Linked DNA regions of Capra hircus: region 2 is linked to region 1. Evidence: chromatin contacts called from public Hi-C data. All regions are on one chromosome and are shown on one strand. The core of a region is the stretch at or near the end of the contact, and the rest is flanking DNA. Distances in the headings are between cores, read along the strand shown. Region 1 has its middle 190 kb from the start of JMJD1C. Region 2 overlaps JMJD1C (probable JmjC domain-containing histone demethylation protein 2C).

Region 1 (2,700 bases), core at 103-2,602:
TCTGATCTACTCCCATCCTAATCTGAGCCCTCTGCTTGAGGTCAGAAGGAGGAAAAATAAAATGCCTAACTTTGCTTAAGAATTCTAGAGCAGAAGATCCTGCCCCTTCTGCAGACGAAATCTGAGAGCCATAGGACTCTACACATTCCTGTGTTCAGTATGTATAGAAGTAGGTGGAAAATCTGCACGCTATGTCTTAGTTCATGGTCCCCTCAGAGTCCCGCTGAGTTCCCAAAGCCACAAAGTGGTGTTGTGGCAGTAGAATGACGCATAAATGTAAGATAAGCCGAGAAACAGAGCTTCTCCTGATGTAGTGGGTGAGGAAACATTAGCATGTCAGCAGCACACAGAGACCTACATGAGCCAGGTTCCATTCAGTACAGTTATCAGCTGTGTCCAACTCTTTGCCACCCCATGGACTGTAGCACACCAGGCCTCCCGGTCCATCACCAACTCCCGGAGCTTACTCAAACTCATGTCCATCGAGCAGTGATGACATCCAACCATCTCATCCTCTCTCGTCCCCTTCTCCTCCTGCCCTCAATCTTTCCCAGCATCAGGGTCTTTTCAAAGAGTCAGTTCTTCACATCAGGTGGCCAAAGTAATGGAGTTTCAGCTTTAGCATCAGTCTTTTCAATGAATATTCAAGACTGATTTCCTTTAGGATGGACTGGTTGGATCTCCTTGCAGTCCAAGGGACCCTCAAGAATCTTCTCCAACAGCACAGTTCAAAAGCATCAATTCTGTAGATAAGATAAGTGGTGGTCTCTTACATGGTTAGTATCTCATGAAAGCAGGGGGGATTTATACAGAGGGCAAGCTTATGCACCTTCCAATGCCATGATGCTACATAAACCCCTTGAATCTTAGATGCAACCCTCGGCAGGTAAGGGAGGCCTGAAATTTAACAAAATTTAGTTGTTCCCACTTGACGGAATAGAGACATGAAACAGAAATTAAATTCAGCTATTGAAAAAAACAAAGTTAGTTTTCTATACACTTTAGTTTATGGATTGAAATAACAGCTACTTGAATATGCTTGGAAAACGTAAAGATGTAGTTTTTTACAAAAGCTTGAGAACTTTTGATTTTGCAATTATTGTGGTATTATAACAATAACAATGAAAACATTGTTATACATGTTTTTAAATTTTCACTATTTAAAATAATTGTACCAAATTTATTTATTCATTTTGCCTCCAAAATCCTATGCAATTTATTTCCAAACTCCTTTCCACAGATGGATAAAACAGGTGTTGGCACATAATCAAGAGTAGTCATCTGTAGACTGGCCAGTGCGTTTCATATGATTTTAAACAAAGGCTCTGGCCCCATAGACAATGATGATAAATAAGCCAGTCAGATGATTCCTTTTGTGTATCTGAGCCATAAATAGACTGGAGAGAGTATGATAGAGCTAGTTAGAGAAGCAAACAACTCACAGTCAGGTTATGAGCCAGCAGCAAAGGTCTCAAGGCACCATCAGGTAAATAGATGTGTGATATGAAATAGGAATCACCATCAGTACTTGGGCTGCAGATTCACAAAACAACTGATGTGCTTCCCTACATTTTCTACCCTTCCTTATAGTTAGGTTGGAGCCATGTGTCTAGTTCTGGCCAGTGAAAGGTGAGCGGAAGTATCAGGTAACACCTCTAGGTCAAGGTTAATCGGTGAGACCCAGGAGGATCCCTCCCGTGTTTCCATCCCTTGTGCAGTGACTTTGGAAGCCACATGTTAGTATAGCAGCACCACAAGATGATGGGCCTGGGGCCTCCGGGTGGAAGGAAATCCCTGCTGACTACATCACTTCGTGTTTACAAGAAAGACATTTTTCGTTGTGTAAAGCCCCTGAGACTTCACAGTTGGTCTATTGTGGCAGCTAGTGGTTAGTTATCCAGACTAGCACAGCCGCCAAATGTTACAGTGCTTCCCTATACTATAATTATCCTAGCAATAATAATTACACAGTTGCAACTTGTTGTTAAAAAGAACCAGTAAGTCTGGGACAGTTGTTTACAGCTGGTGTTTCTCCTAATCATGGCAGAGTTCATTCCGATCACACTTGCGCCATCTCATTTGGTAAATATTTCACGTTACTCTGCTTATAGAAAGAAATCCTATTTACTTGTGTCCTTTAATTTATACTAAAAGTGAAAGCTTCAGACTACAAAATATATTTGTAAATTATGTCAGAAGCTATAAATTAATGGATCAAATCCAAGAGACCTACTGTATACATTAGACATAAAGATAAAAAGCTTAAATACAAGGTAAGAAAATGGCACAAACTCTAGATGAGAAAAAAATGAAGTCCTTATGTTAATAGTTTACTAAGATCAAAGAAAAAAACTGAAAAGAGAATTATTATCTATCCATGAATAAGGAAATGCCTTTATATTTAGGTGCCTCTTCAGTTATTTTACTTAGTAAGGTTAAGGCATTTCAAGAAAAATCATTTTGTCTTCTTTCCCAATAAATTACTTTGTTCATATGTTACTTGCATAGTAGATGAATAATTGAATGTATTTCAAATACATTCTTCAAATTCAAATTTGTATTTCTTATATAATGAAAATAGCAAAAGTTAATCTAGCCACTTAGTGAATGTTCTAATGGCACAATCTAATGGGATTAAATCCCATTTGCGTTTGATCCTCTCTCTCTCAAGATAAAAAGACTATGCCTAACTTTAACATG
Region 2 (2,700 bases), core at 145-2,644, 460 kb after region 1:
ATAAAGGCTTGGCAGCAGTACCCTAAAAGTAAATTTCATGTAAGTCAGCTGTGATACCCTTGTAATTGTGTGAATTTTCTATGTACTCATAGTCTTCATGCCAGTTAAATGTCTAGAATAGGAGTAAGAAGAACGATTATGATAAAGATAGGCGTTGAAACTAGAGAAGACTCAAGCTGTGGAAACATAAAACTGTAACTCAAACGTTTGAAGGACCATCATGTAGGAAAATGAATAGGCTTGTGTTTGACTCCAGGGAGTTAAGTTTGGATCTGTGTATGGAAGATAAAGTGAGAAATAACCTGGTATCTGTCGGAACTGTCTGGAAGTGGTAATTGTTTTTCTTGGGAAACAGAAAGTTTCCTGTGTTTTGTCTGTCATGGACTTCACTGTCACCTCCTGTGCATTAAGAGGGTTAGAGTCTAAACTCCCCGTGATAGTTTCTGCTACTCAAGTAATGAGATTCACTCAATGTGCAGTGTATTATTAAAGTGGAATGGAGAAAAGGGAGTGTTAGGAAGTTTCTTTACAAAAAGGAAGACAGGTCATGGGCTGGGTTTCCCCCATCGCCCCCATCACAGATTTTACCTACTTTTTTGTGTAACATCTTTCCACTCCAGTATTTGCGTCTGCTGTGAAGCAGCACTTTTGTATATTTTCCCAGGAGAGCAGAGGTGATAAGTGTAAAAGTCTTATAGTTTTGTTTGTTGGTGTTCACTGCTGCCAAGTCGCTTCAGTCGTGTCCGACTCTGTGCGACCCCAGAGACGGCAGCCCACCAGGCTCCTCCATCCCTGGGATTCTCCAGGCAAGAACGCTGGAGTGGGTTGCCATTGCCTTCTCCAATTCGTGAAAGTGAAAAGTGAAAGTGAAGTCGCTCAGTCGTGTCTGACTCTTTGTGACCCCATGGACTGCAGCCTACCAGGCTCCTCCACCCGTGGGATTTTCTAGGCAAGAGTACTGGAGTGGGGTGCCATTGGTGTTCACTAGGTATGAACAAAATATCAGTCTTTACCACAGTATTATTCGAGAAATGCAGAGTGGTCCCTTAAAGCAGTGATGAAGTGAGAAGAAAAGTGCTTTACTTGGATAAACTTTAAAGCATGAAGTATGACCTGCTTGATTAGGGATTCTTTGTACTTTTCAGCCCTTTTTGGCTTTTCCAAATTGCCAGATTATTTTTATTCACCAGGTAGAATTTTCTTCTTGAAGCACCTTTCTGGTCACTGGTCTCCGCAATCTGCTGGTCCACCTTGGAAAGGGCCGCTCTGGTTTCCGCGATCTGCTGGCCCACCTTGGAAAGGGCCGCTCTGGCCGCTGGTCTCCATGATCTGCTGGCCCACCTTGGAAAGGGCCGCTCTGGTCTCCGCGATCAGCTGGTCCACCTTGGAAAGGGCCGCTCTGGTTTCCGCGATCTGCTGGCCCACCTTGGAAAGGGCCGCTCTGGCCCCTGGTCTCCATGATCTGCTGGTCCACCTTGGAAAGGGCCGCCAAAGTGACAGTGCTGCTCTGCTGTTCTTCCCAGCTCTCCTCTAGGGCTCCTGCCGCTGACCTCAAATGCAGGAGCAGCAGAGGTGCTTTGAGAGAGAACAGGATGTCAGAGTCCATCGGGGCACCAGCAGATTGTGGGAAACCATGTGACTGTGTGATTCGCATCTCCAAGGAGAGAGCCGGTCGTTTCTGGGTCTAGATCCACCCTGTTATGAGGATAATATCATCAGTAACGTAATTTAAATGGCCTGGATGCTTTGACACTGGCTTGAAAAAATAAAACTTTTATCAGTGCAGTTACTGGTCAGATGAGTTTGAGTAGATCTAGATTTGATGGTGTTTAAATCAAGACAGTGACTTGTCTTGTCAAATAATGACTTGTTTAAAACTAATGTTTTAGGCTTGAAAAAATAAAACTTTTATCAGTGAAGTTACTGGTCAGATGAGTTTGAGTAGAACTGAATTTGATGGTGTTTCAATCAAGACAGTGGCTTGTCAAATAATGACTTGTTTAAAACTAATGTTTTAGGTATAGTGGGGAGAGGACAACTCATCTATGTATGTATGTATTGCTTCCCAAAATATTCAACTTGATTTGTTTGCTACCAACCTTAGATGACTGGAAGCTATTTGGTTTGTATATTGCTTCTAACAGTGAAACCCTTAAAAAGGTGATTTATATAAGGCTGACAGTAGAGAACACATTAGTAAATTTCAAATTTTGCCGTAAGACATTCTTGTCAAAGATCAAATCTTACCATGGATTTATTTATTAGGCTCTGTTGTTATGTTATTGCTAATGAACTATAACTTACGAATTTTCATTTTTGCATACATTTAGAAAAAGGAATTTTCTTCAGCCCTTAGAACACATAGGAGGGAAGGTTGGTAACATTAATGTTAGGACAGCGTAACATGGACCTTTCTCTTAATCTATAATTCTAGGACGACATAGACAGCCTAAACCCAGTTCTCAGGGACAACCCGCAACTTCAGGAAGAAGTGAAAGTCTGGGTAAAGGAACAAAAGGTTCAGGAGATTTTTATGCAAGGTAACTGTTTTGAGTTATGCGTTAATTTTTTTGTTTTTTGAACTGGGCAATTTCTCATTTGCTTTTGGTTGTTTAGTTATATGCAGTATAAATAGAAGACCCAGTCTAATATTTTCAATTACATACAGGCCACAGAAAATAATAGCAAAATCAGAGTAAT

The links. Hi-C and Micro-C count contacts between places; a contact is called where the count stands out from the background.
Region 2: a Hi-C map of liver shows a contact between it and region 1, with 4 times the contacts expected there. The contact joins two enhancer-like sites. A contact is called at or near these places in 2 of 5 Hi-C or Micro-C datasets (blood and liver).

Annotation. Positions count from the first base shown.
Region 1 is chr28:25,773,994-25,776,693 of ARS1.2, forward strand. No RefSeq gene overlaps it. Among named protein-coding and RNA genes, the nearest start is that of JMJD1C, 190 kb to the right of the region's middle. Within about 2 kb of position 1,353, at least 1 of the 5 cell types and tissues checked has an H3K27ac peak or open chromatin away from gene starts, as enhancers often do.
Region 2 is chr28:26,231,452-26,234,151 of ARS1.2, forward strand. It overlaps JMJD1C (probable JmjC domain-containing histone demethylation protein 2C), which reads left to right. Exons shown (of 26, transcript XM_018042212.1): 4 at 2,435-2,540. The coding sequence starts at 2,534. Among named protein-coding and RNA genes, the nearest start is that of NRBF2, 92 kb to the right of the region's middle. Within about 2 kb of position 1,395, at least 1 of the 5 cell types and tissues checked has an H3K27ac peak or open chromatin away from gene starts, as enhancers often do.